Regions from separate parts of the Zea mays genome. Here region 1 is linked to region 2. The links are chromatin contacts, called in public Hi-C maps. All regions are on one chromosome and are shown on one strand. The core of a region is the stretch at or near the end of the contact, and the rest is flanking DNA. Distances in the headings are between cores, read along the strand shown. Region 1 holds the start of LOC100282983. Region 2 holds the start of LOC100277187.

Region 1 (6,257 bases), core at 2,532-5,031, 160 kb before region 2:
GCAACACACACAAATCCACAGCAAAATGCGCACACACACGGCCAAGAATCGAGCTCAAAGACTATCTCACAGTTCTCACAAGAACGGAGCTCGAATCACTTAGAATAACAAATGGATGCGCAAAGACTGAGTGTGGATGATCAAGAATGCTCAAAGGTTGCTTGGTTTCTTCCTCCATGCGCCTAGGGGTCCCTTTTATAGCCCCAAGGCAGCTAGGAGCCGTTGAGAACAAAACTGGAAGGCCATCCTTGCCTTCTGTCATCGGGCGCACCGGACAGTCCGGTGCACACCGGACACTGTCCGGTGCCCGATTTATTTCCTTAAACAGCGCAGCCGACCGTTGCCGACCGTTGCAGATCTGGCGCACCGGACAGTCCGGTGCACACCGGACAGTCCGGTGCTTCCTTCCGACCGTTGGTCAGACCACGTGTCGCGCGCAGAATCCGCGGCCGACCGTTGGCCCTAGCCGACCGTTGGCTCACCGGACAGTCCGGTGTACACCGGACAGTCCGGTGAATTTTAGTCGTACGCCGTCGGCGAATTCCCGAGAGTGGCCACTTCGGCCGAGGCAGCCTGGCGCACCGGACACTGTCCGGTGCCCCAGACCGAAACAGCCCCTTGGCTGTACACAGCCACCTCTTTCCTTTTCTTTTTCTTCCTGTTTCCAATACTTAGACAAGTATTTTAGTACACAAAACCAATGTACTAAGACTTAGAAACATACCTTTGCTCTTGATTTGCACTTTATTCATTCATTGCATAAATTCACATTTAAGCACTTGAGTTGGCACTCAATCACCAAAATACTTAGAAATGGCCCAAGGGCACATTTCCCTTTCAGTTTGGTTCAGCTTTTTTCTGACCAGCTTTTCTGAAAATCTGGTTGTGGTGAGAATCTGGCTGTGGGGAGAAACTGAGTATCATTACGATTACGTGTGGAGGAAGATAAAGTTGTTCATAGGGCTCAGGATCTAGAAAGTGACGGATTCCTACTATTACAACGACTCGACCAATTATGTGTTTATGTTGATTTGGATGGTTTTTGTCCCAACGAATTTTATAGAAGCTGGCTGAAAAGCTAAGCATTTGGCAGTCCGCAGCAGCTTTTGGTGGCCAAAAGCTGTCAGAAGCCGAAACAAACATGACATGTATGAGAAGAGCTCTCATAAAATTTCTCAAGGCTCAACCAGATGTCATCAGTCATATCGAGGAGATCAACATGCTCAAACTTAGACAACGATAGGTAGAAGAAAACAACACTTCTAGCCTTGTTGTTTACATCATATGGTCTCAATTGATACCTATCGATCTGAGAATAGCTGTCTTCAGACCAACTCTAATAGTTTTGCTTCCGCATCCTTTAGATGCCTACCGATCCATTCTGAGAAGCAAGCACCACATAATTAGCATCAAAATAAATCACCTAGTTCTATGAGTCTATGCTCTTGTGCAGCCAAACATGCACATTTTCAAATCCAGGTAATTTATTGCATCGAAGAACGATGATTTTCCAACACTGTGTTCCATGTTGTGTTGTAGTGTTGTTCTTTTGCGTAGCAATGTTGTGTTATGGTCATGCACCACCGATGCATTTTTTGGAGCACAATTGCGTTTTTATGCAACACTAGTGCATGTTCAAATTTCAGCAATCCAAACCAAAGGAGAAAAGGTAAAAAACAAGTAAATAAACCTAGATGGAGCTAAAAAAAATCATATACCTTATCAACAAGTTTCTAAGACGTCTACAAAATTTAAGGTCCAAAAAGGATAAAAAAAACTTCAGGGTTAAAAAATACTCCCTCCGTCCAAGGATGATCTACCTATTTGAGGTGTAAAAGTAGTCCAAAGATGATCTACCTATTATCTTTGTAGAGCGTGCGCATACTGCATAGGATACTTCGGGAATTGTGATGACCTCTTGGTGCATACACGCAATTAATGATATTGTGTGCATACATGGAATTGAATAAACACCGTATTTCTGTAGCGTGGGATATAATCGATTGCTCCTCCGTCTTGAATTCTTGATCATAGTGCACAAAGAAAATAGGCACGTAAGTCAATATAGTCGAACTAGTATTACTGAGAATTAAATATGTTTTTGGTCTTTAAATTAGAGGTGGTTACAACTTATATCCTAATATGAAGGGAGTATTTTCTAGAGTAGTTAGCATTCGAAAAATGTCTTAAGTTCTTATACTATGTTCGGTGGATCGTGTAAAATGGGGGATGCGACACTGTAGATGACAGTATTTGTAGAGTGAAATTTGAAATATGAGATACGATAGGGGATATGATATATATGAGATCTACTAGAGATGGCATAATGCTCTGGGATCATGATGTTTTTCTCTTATAGGCCCCTTCTCCAACAATATATCGCTAGCTTTGTTATCAAGGATATTCCAAATTCTAGGATAATAACTGTTCACAGAAAAAACATATTGCTCATCAATACTTGTAGATTCTATCGCATTGAATAAATATATTCTCATGTCCTTGGGTCTGATCGTCCATACCCTTCTGCATTTATCAATGTCCTCAGGTATCCACCACCATGGCCATTCCTTCGCCTTGTCCAGTCCCTTAATACAAGCATCGACGTCCATCCTTCACCACTCTCAATATATCCGTACGAATTCACTTGACCTTCACCTTCATCGTCAACTACCGTCTCTATGTTCCACACTTGGGCACCATAAGTCAAGAGAAAACACCGTACTCATGTTAGCTTTAGTCAATAATAAACTGAAGTCAATCATCTCTTCAACAATTACTCATCATACTTAAGCATCGTAGGCACATGTTAATTGTATGTTACATAATAGGTGTCCAGCGGGCCGGGTCGTTCGGCACGGCCCGAGCACGAGGCAGGCATGACCCGCATGTCTAAAGCCGCCACGACACACCGTGCCTATTGTGCCGCGTTTCTGGCCTGCGGCCTAAGGACAAGGGCTTGTGAGTCATTTTCGGGCTGAGCCAGAGCCAGCTGTTATTACAATGTATGCCCTCCAACCTCCCAAATAGTCAGAAACCAGATTAAAATCTTAAAAAACAGTCACTGAGCAAAACCGTCTGTGGTGGAGAACTGGGAGTGGGGATGGAGGCACTGGGCACACACACAAGGCGGAGGGAGCTACGCTGGTACTACCGTACTAGGCCATATCAGCCCACGTGCTTAGGTGTCGGCCCAAACACAACCTGCTGGCCCATACCGTGCCGGCCCTAGCACCCACGTGCTTAGGTGTCGGCCCAAACACAACCTGCTGGCCCATACCGTGCCGGCCCCAGCACGATGTCCCTCGGGCCATGCCGGTTTCGGATCAGGCCAAAAAAATGGGACCTCGAGCCGGGCTACGGTGCCTCACACTGCCTATATGTTACATGTTCCGTTGTAGTTTTGCTTATATTAGACTGAACTGTCAACTGAAGTGACTCAGGAACGGCGCATACAAGGACGCAGTCTATACGGTATCCCAGACGTTACGGCACAGTCCGGAGGGAGAGAGATACTTGTGTACGTATGCAAGCACAGTGCACATCCGATAGGGCCATAGCTAGGCTCGGCTTATATACGTGTACGTCCGTATTAGAATTAGAACAGGGATTACGGGTTGACGTGTGTCATTATTTATTCTTTTCCGAGGGATAGGAGCTGGGCCTCCCAGATATCAACAGTGCCATCCTAGACTTGCGACGAAATACGACATGATGCTCGAAAACGTCCTTCTTGCTTCGATTTCCCTATTTATACCGTACCGTACCCACTACACCCAGCCCCATATCATGCGCAGGGGCTGAAAGCCTGAAACTGCTCAAGACGCCACCGTCTTCCTCCGCGATCTTCAGTTCTCTGTCTCTCCCTCTCTCTTTCCTCTAGCTCCCAACCAAGCCAAGAGTACGTCGTCAAGCGCGCCGCGCGTGTGTGTGTCAGTAGGCTACAGGGCTCGGAGGAACGCCGTCATGAGCTTGATCAGCATGATGGAGGCGCGGCTGCCGCCGGGGTTCCGGTTCCACCCGAGGGACGACGAGCTCGTGCTCGACTACCTCTGCCGCAAGCTCTCCGGCAAAGGCGGCGGCGGAGCGTACGGCGGCATCGCCATGGTCGACGTCGACCTCAACAAGTGCGAGCCGTGGGATCTTCCAGGTATTCCGTCAGGTCCAACTTTGCGCTACCGTATATATATCGATTTGCTGCAGGTTCGATCTATGTTGCGCATGCTGCATGCACACTTGCACCTATCAACAACAAGAGCCCAGCACCGTAGGAATTGAAAGAATATATAGGCCCGGTCCGGATCAATCAGACTGTACCACGAGGTGAATCATCTAAGAACGAAAAAGATAGACCATTGAGGTTTTATAGATTTATTAGGTATGTAAAAAAGCGAAGATAATTCATGGCCATCTATCGCCGCATCCGCATGGTGTGCCAAAAGGAAAAAAGTCGACGACGCGCCATTTTCTCTGCTATTATTTCTTCACAGCGTTGTCTTGTCCATGATCAGACGAGGCGTGCGTGGGCGGCCGCGAGTGGTACTTCTTCAGCCTGCACGACCGCAAGTACGCCACGGGGCAGCGGACCAACCGCGCCACGCGCACCGGGTACTGGAAGGCCACGGGCAAGGACCGCCCCATCTCCGTCTCCGGCCGCCGCGGGGCCGGCGACACCGCCGCGCTGGTCGGGATGCGCAAGACGCTGGTGTTCTACCAGGGCAGGGCGCCCCGCGGGAGCAAGACCGAGTGGGTCATGCACGAGTTCCGCGTGGACGGCCCGCCCGTTGCCGACCGCCCCGGCTCACCTCTCCTCCAGCTCCAGCTCCAGGTACGTACGTACGTACACGCCCGTTTCATGGGTGCCCTCGCTCGTCCGTCCCTGTCTGCATCTGTTTCCTGTGATTTATTAGAGTGCAGTATTGATGTACTAATAACACCACGCATGCACTTTGTCAGAGAGCATGTAAAAAACACCTGAATTACGTACCAGGTTGCAAACTTCTCTCGTTCAGGCAGGGAACTAATGAAATGAAGCTTCTCTCGTTTTGTTGAAACATTTTGCCCATCACACACGTCTCTGTTAATAACTGGCAGCTGGAAGAAGACAACAACAACAACAACAAAAAATGCAATCTTTTCGATTTCGCTGAGGCTAGCAATGGATCGGATCGATCCTGCTCTGAACATTCCGATGTGATAAGCTAGTCGACCCGGCCCACTTGGCAATCATTGCAGCTGACCTGGTCCGTTCCCAATGACTCCAAACCTGGTACACATCGCCAATCCGTTACAAGGTAGTAAGTAGTTCAGTGGTTCCTTTCAGTCGCCATGCATCAGCGCCAGTGCAGTAAACGTCCCCGTGCATGTATGCCTGTTCTTTACACGCCAAGTTGGCCTTTCGTTTTCATCGATCCACGTAAACGTCTAGCGGATGCTCCAGCGCGTGTATTCAACCGTACGACGAGTTCCAAACCTGCCGACGATCGATCAAGCAACGAGCTGCTGATGCGTTCATCAGACACCAGAGACGGAGTTCAGACGTGAGGCTAGGCTACCCACCACCATAGCAGTAGTGTCTGACTTTTTTTTTTACCCCATTGCAGGAGGATTGGGTCCTGTGCAGGGTGTTCTACAAGAGCCGAACTGCCAGCACAAGACCAGCAGCAGGCCCCGACGAGGCCGGGCCGCTGTCCAGCCAGCTGATCGGCGGCCTGCCGATGCCGCGAATGGCCGCCCCTGCTGACGCCGCCTACCTGTCCTTCGACGTCACACCTGCCGCTGGCGGCTACTACCACCACCAAGACTCCGGCCCCGCGGACGCGCGCCACCACCTGCCGCCGCCGCCGGCGCAGCCTTTCAGCAGGAGTAGCCTGTCCAGCTTGCGGGACTTGCTCAGCAGCATGGTTGAAGGCAGCGACGCCGCCGCCGCCGTTCGGGAGACGGAGCTCCACCTGCAGCTGGAGGGCTGGACCGAGGCGGCCTACGCGCAGCAGCAGGGCGGCGCCATGCCGGCGCACCCGCAGCAGACGTGGAGCCCGTTTCTGAGCTCGGGATGACGGCACGCGGCTGGGGGCTCACGTGTGCGTGGCGCCCTGGCGCCTGGCGGGCATCGCGTGCGTAGTGAATAGTCAACAATTTGCTTGTCTTTCTTGCAATGTAACGTTGACTTGGTTAGTGCATGCGATCTCTGCCGTTTGTTAGGCGTAGGGTAAAAACCCACGCAGCGGATAGGTGGAATGCCTTGGTGATTATTGGTGCAG
Region 2 (6,655 bases), core at 901-3,400:
AGCATGGGGCCTGACCGTTCAGTCGTCAGAGTATCCATCCAGTCGCACCGTGATTACATTACCAGCAGACAGCAGTAGCTCAACGACAACGACACTGCCGTCTGTCCTGATTGTGACCCATATGATGCTGCGAGCGGTGACCTTTATGGATTTATTGGGGTTAGGTAGCGGAAACAGTGTAGATAAAGGAGCCAGATCGGCTGGCCCCAATCACCAGGTTTTGTTCTTCCGGGTCATCTATGATTATTTATTACTCCGTACTTAGTAGTTATTGTTAGTAGTAGTACTGGGACAGCAGAGACCTACTCTTCGTGTAGATCCGAGACGTTCACACTCTCGTTGTTACCACTCTCGCTCGATCACCGGAAGGCAGCAAAAGTTGTTAGCGCTACTAGCATTTTATAACTACGACTCCTAGAGAGCCTATTTAGATTCTTGATCTAACAGCCGAATTAACAGGCAGTATGCTAAACTTGACAGGGATAAAATTTTAGCCTACAGTGCGTCTGTCTTTCCTTTGTGGGTCATGCTTAATAGATCTGTGAATGCTTAGGATATTACCTAAGGGCCCGTTCGCTTCCACCGGAATAAACATGGATTCGTTCCAGCTCGTCAAAATCTATATAAATTAGAGAAGTAATCCGGCTAGGAATCAATCCAGACCTCCAATCCCTAACAACCGAACGAGGCCTAAGTCACTAGAATACCAGTCCGGTCTAGTGACAACCTCGATGACGGATAAATTCTAATCTACTGAGAGGTTCAGCTGCAACATACCTTCTTGATTCGTGTTCACGGCAGCAGTAGCATTTGCGGTGGCGTCCAAGTTTGTGTGTTCACACCTCCTCCTCCATGTGTTCCTCCTCTTGGAGTTTCATGTGCGTGGTTAGTGTCCAATAAGGACGTTTACGACGGCAGCCAATCGTGATGGTTCCAGTCATTTATGGGTGAATTAAGGTGATCGAAACCTTGGGAAATGTGACGGCTCCGATTTCGGAGTCGTAGAAAGTGCTGTCGTACCAGTCTAGGACCGCGTATATATAATGCTCACCTTAATCGACGGCACAACCAAAAGTACAGTTGCGCACTTGCGCTCCGATCAAGGCACATTGAGTCCATACACGATTAGGGTGTTCCCTCATTTGGTTCGAACCGGGCGAGAGGACACACACTAACAAGGCTAGCATAGTACCTTGTGGGACCTACATGATGGCTTATAATTACACCCTTTTTGTGGGACAAAATAACACTGTAGCAAGCATTTTTTTATTAGGTGGAGGGAGTACTAGCAAAACAAGATTATTAGTTTGGTGCGGAATGTTATGTTGCTAAAATTATCAAAACCTTGACTGCCTCATCATATAGTCGTAGAAAGTAGATCGTTTTTCCATCGCTGTGCCCCCAAGCTAGCTCTCAGGGTCTTGGTTGGGTACGGAAGTAGCTAGATGTTTTTCCATCACGCCGTGTAGTATTTTCGATCACATAATAATATATAGACACTGGTCACGCTGTTTGTGCCGTCGTCAAGCTCCGCTACGACTGGGGTACCGTGCAGATCTAGCTGCCGTGGTATGGGCATGGAGTGATGAGTTCCGTACGTGATTGGACGAACAAAACGCCACCAAGAAAGCGTGGGCGCGCATGGCGTGACTGCCTGCCAAGAGCAAGCAGGCGACGCATGAGCTAATCGATCGAGTTAACGCTGCTCGTGGTCTCATTAATCGAGAACCTAGCTAGGCACTGTCAGCTAGACACTAGACAAGAGATTTAGCGGTACGGTGGCGTGGCTTCGCTTCCCATGCACGGCGTCGGCGGCGTCGGCGTCGTCCTCGTCTCCGCCGGTCAGAGCGGTGGCTTGTCCCGTGAATCTCGGCATCTCGCCCTGTGCAGAGCGATGAACGGCTTCAATGAGAGCGAGGCGAGCACGGCCCGCAGATCAGTCTCGATCGACACGGGCAGCGTACAGTACGTGGTAAATAGTGGATCGAAGCAAGCCGACAGGGGTTGGTAAAGGCTCACATGCTCACCTAACGTGGGTGCCTGTGCCTCTCTCTCTCTCTCTCTCACTCTCTCTCTCTCTCTCTCTCTCTTCATGCTGTGCTCTTCCAAAGTCCCAACCATGGTCATTCTAGCTAGCTTCGTTCTCACTCCAGGCTCCACCACGCACAGACAACGAGCTCTGCCCCCACAGGCCAGCAGGCAGATAGATCCTCACCATTTTCTCTTTCACTCGCATCGGATCTGCTCTCCCATAATACACTCTCGGGGTCTCGGTTGCCAGGAATCACTGGAGCCGAGCGAGCGTGTATAAAAGGCCGGCGCTTGGTCCTCCGAAGCCTGAACCTTGAAGCGCCCCGTAGTGCAGTGCAGTGCAGCAGTGTGCTACCTCCTCAGTCCTCTCACTCCATCACAAACGCTAGTCTTCCTCTAAAGGTATGTGCTAGTGTTATATTACTCAAAGAAAGCAACATTTCCGTTGGAGCTCTAGTCCTAAAACCCTTTGTGGAATTGTGAACTGGGAACTGAAGCTGGGCAAAGTTTGCTTTTTGCCTAAGCTTCTTTCTTAATCAGATCTAGCATCGTTGTTGCATCGGTAAAACCTCGGTCTCGTTTGACCTGAGAGTCCAGTTCTTGCCTTACGATTGGGTGAAGTGAACCATCTGGATCACTCTGTCCGCAGTTCTCGAGCTGGTAATCTTTAGTCAAATGCAAGAAACTTGGAGCTCTGGATCTTGACGAAAGTGGGGAGGAAATGTAGCATTGTCACCACAGTCATCCACGAACACTGCATCTAAAGTTTTGGTTAGCATTATTGCTTGCTCAGCCGGGCCCCGTTTCTAACAGAGATCTTTGGCAACGACCGACAGCTCGGAGCGAGTCTCAGAAGCGATGGCGTCCAAGAGGCTGCTGCTGGCGGCGCTGTGCGTGGTGGCGGCGGCGCTGCTCGCCGTGCGGTCGGAGGCCCACGGCCTGGAGGACTTCGCAAGCAGCGACGCGACGCCGGAGATGCAGACCTTCTTCAAGCCCGAGGCCGCGGCGCTCCCGGAGGCCCTGGACGCGTCCTCCATGCCCGCCGCCACCATGGCCGCGAAGCCGGAGGCCACGTCGATCCCGACCACCACCACCGGCACCACGGCGGCGGCGGCGGGCACCTCCGCCGCGGCAGGCACTACTGCTGCGTCGCCGCCGCGCAGGTCCGTGTCCGTGGCCGCCGGCGTGGCCTGCGGCGTGGCTGCCGTGGCCGTGGTCGGCATCGCGGCCGCCGTGGCGTACGTGGTGCGCGGCAGGCGCAGCAGGGAGGTGCAGCTCGGCTCCTCCCCGTGAGCACGCGCCCAGCGCCCCGGCCCGCTTTACAGACAGGCCGTCATCGCCATTAGGATCTGGTTAAGCGCGTCGTCTAGCTCTGCGATTTGTGTGGCTTTTGGGTTAGTGGTTGAATTCTTTTTTTCGCGTGGGGTTGTCGGTGAAGATCACGCTACCGGGTACGGACCAGCAGTGGTGCATGTAACATAAATAACGCTGGTGGTATTAGCGTCATTGTTGTTGTGGCCTGTGTGTATGGTGTCTAGACCTTTGCTATATATTTTGATTTCAGGATTTTGTTGTTGTATTGTATGTTGGCATGTTGCCGTGTGAGCTACTAGCTAGCTCCGGACGCCTGAACTCTGTACCTTGCTTGGTGGAGCCTACCTACCATGAACATCCACGCGGCCTGTCAGAGTCCCAGAGATGGAACAATGTGGCTTGATGATGATGATTAGTTGATTGATTGTTATAGGCGGTAGCCGGAGGAAGAAAGACCTGCCACTGCCAGAGTGACCGCGTTGTCCGGGCATGCGAGCAACGGAACGGGACAACGTCGTGGCGCCTGCCTGCCAACGCGATATCACGCCCTGGACCGACCATTCAGTGGCTGATGCCAGTGATGTACTGATGGCGCAGGGTCGCGTCGCATGCAGGCGATCCATCCCTGCGCGTCCGCGGGACATGGCAGCGAGTGGAGTGCGCAAAAGAGTGGGCAGGTGGATCGGAACAGATAGGAGTCAAGCCGGCGGGGGCAACCTGCAGAGCTGTAGATCCGTGATTGCAGGCAGCTTCCGCGGTCCTGCTCCTGCCCAACTGCCCTCGCAGCGACGTGGTGATCACGGCGGTTTCCCCGTTGGACCAGGCGGCTCGGCTCGGCTCGGCTCCGCTCCACCGTTGGACCAGCGTGCTGTTCTTACCAACTTACCGCCACCACCACCTTCTGTCGCTCGCCCCGGAGGCCCCGAGCGTTAGTGGTTGTCGTTGTCGGTGATCCGGCGCCGGTGCCGCCGGCTCTGAGGTCCGAACGGCCTGAGGTCTGGCAACAGCGGCACGATGCGCGTGAGAATGCCCGCGCGGCCGGCACGGCACCCGTCGCGTCGGCGGATTGGATGGAGGTGCCCGTGCGCACACGCAGCACAGCAAGCGGGGCACGGTCCAGAGATGGAGAGGCAAGAGGCTCGCCTCCGTACGTCGTGGGATGGCGCACGTAGACCAGCTGCCGTCTCGGGAACTCGACGGTGACTCAGCTTTTACTAAGGCAAAAAGATTGCATCGGTGTGACGATGTCCACGATTCAATGGAAATACTCCGGTCCCTGATTATTCACTCCAGCTCCTGGATCCTCTCAATAGGCACATTACAGACTGTTTCACCCACTAACTAGTCGTTGCCTTTTAAAAAAAAAAACTCAAACTTCAATATATACCGACTAACATACACTACACGTGTTAACTTTTAGAACGAGACAAATTACCATTTTATAAAGTGATTTTCTGGAATGTTTTTGCTAACGTGGCAATAGAGCCCACCAGCCATTTGTCTACCACTTTCTCTTACTAGTAAACTTAACAAATATGCATGATCAAGACCAAGACGACGACGACAAAGATGCTAGCTCGTTGGAAGGGCTCCTGGCTGAACTTTGTCAAGCACGACATCGCCTGCAACCGTAAGTTTATCGGCGCTAAGTTCTCCAATAGAGACATGCTGCTTAGCAATCCAGTTGCAGTGGACACTAACTGGATACTTGACACCCGGGGCCATGCATCCACACAATCTCCACCGCCGCCGACAACTTCGTGCCCCGCGCCAGCCTCTTCGGCTACGCCATCGACAATATCAAGGGCGGCGCACCACGGGCGTGCATCACCGCCTACAAGTTCTGTTGTTTGGCGAAATACGTCGTCGACGCTGTCCTCGCGAACTTTGAGTATGCCATCCACGCGCTGTCGATGTCATCTCCGTCTCCTTTTGCAGGACGCACCTCATCGGCGACGCAAAGTCACTCTTCCACGAGGTTGTCATGCTTGACTCCCTCCACACCACCATTCATGGTGTCCCCGTCGTATGCTCCACCGGCAACTCCGGTCCCTACAACGACACTGTTGTCAACGCTACGTCATGGGTCACCACCTTCGCCGCCACCACCGTCACCGTCAACAGGGACTTCCCTGGTATCCTCACCTTCAACAACAGAGTGCGCATCAAGAGACGAGCCTCGAGTTCACCACACTGCACCTTTTGTAGAACGCTCTACCCGATTGTCGACGTCGCTCGCGCCACCTCCAACTCGTACGCTGCCGCTAGCTGCGCGTTCGACACCTTCGATCCTGTGAGGGGATCACGGGTGAAAGCGTGATTAACAAGTGATGGATGATTCAAATAAGTTAGACCCTTGAATTTGAGTCAGTAAGAGAAAAAAGAGATTTAGACTGATCTTGTCCCTTGATTTTAAATGTGGGATGGTTCTAGGTGCATTTGTTTGGGTGGCCGTTGCAAAGTTTGAAGGGTTATAGATATATAAAAAGTATATTTTTTTTCATATCATAGTTTTAGTGCTTATATCATAGTTTTAGTGCTTGACACGATGTGTAACTTCTACTTTTTTTATGGTGTAGTACAGTGTAATTGGAGAATGGTTGCAGTGCGCTAGTGCCAGATCAGATTCTTGCCGCCCCTCTGGCCCAAGATTTCACGTGTAAAAGGCCCTTATCTACTTGCTGCTGTCGGGCATCAACGGTCCAAGAAAAGCCCAAGCCGAAGTACCCCAAGACGTTGATTGGGGCCTTGGGGATGAGGGGGGCACGCGTACCTACGCGGCTACTCCGTCGCCAGACACTTGACATGCAACGAACCAAGACCACCGCATAGCTGGCGCACATGCTGCGTGTCCGGGCAGCAGGTGAATCCACCTCGGTGGCTACGCTACCCCTGATGCCCAAATATATAAATGTTCTCCTCATTCGTCATTTCCTGATAGCCACCGGTTGTTTTGCATATACGCTTCCCATTTGCGTCATACCGTTACGGCAACAAATCTTGGGCCTGTTTGGTTCAGCTTTTTTCTGACCAGCTTTTCCGAGAATTTAGCTGTAGGGAGAATATGGCTGTGTATAGAATCTGAGTATCATTAGATTTACGTGCGGAGGAAGATAAAGTTGTCCATGCGGTTAATGATCTATAAAGTGACGGATTACTACTATTGCGACGACTCAACCGATTATATGTTTATATTGATTTTGAATGATTTTTATACAAATGGATTTTATAGAAGCTGGCTGAAAAGCTGAGTGTTTGTCAGTCTGCAGCAGCTTTTGGTGGCCAGAAGCTGCGAAAAACTGAAACAAAC

Evidence for each region. A called contact is a pair of places that touch in the nucleus more often than the background predicts.
Region 1: a contact with region 2 is called in a Hi-C map of leaf, with 6 times the contacts expected there. The contact joins the promoter of LOC100282983 here to the promoter of LOC100277187 in region 2. A contact is called at or near these places in 6 of 25 Hi-C or Micro-C datasets (bundle sheath, ear, leaf and 3 more).

The regions. Positions count from the first base shown.
Region 1 is chr2:9,851,767-9,858,023 of Zm-B73-REFERENCE-NAM-5.0, reverse strand. LOC100282983 reads left to right here and starts at 3,781. Exons shown (of 3, transcript NM_001155887.3): 1 at 3,781-4,147; 2 at 4,509-4,825; 3 at 5,601-6,257. The coding sequence starts at 3,964. The coding sequence ends at 6,053. It overlaps LOC118476281 (a long non-coding RNA gene), which reads right to left and starts at 5,784. Exons shown (of 2, transcript XR_004856133.1): 1 at 4,985-5,784; 2 at 4,331-4,886.
Region 2 is chr2:9,689,210-9,695,864 of Zm-B73-REFERENCE-NAM-5.0, reverse strand. It overlaps LOC100277187, which reads left to right and starts at 2,150. Exons shown (of 2, transcript NM_001150827.2): 1 at 2,150-2,433; 2 at 2,845-3,597. The coding sequence starts at 2,890. The coding sequence ends at 3,324.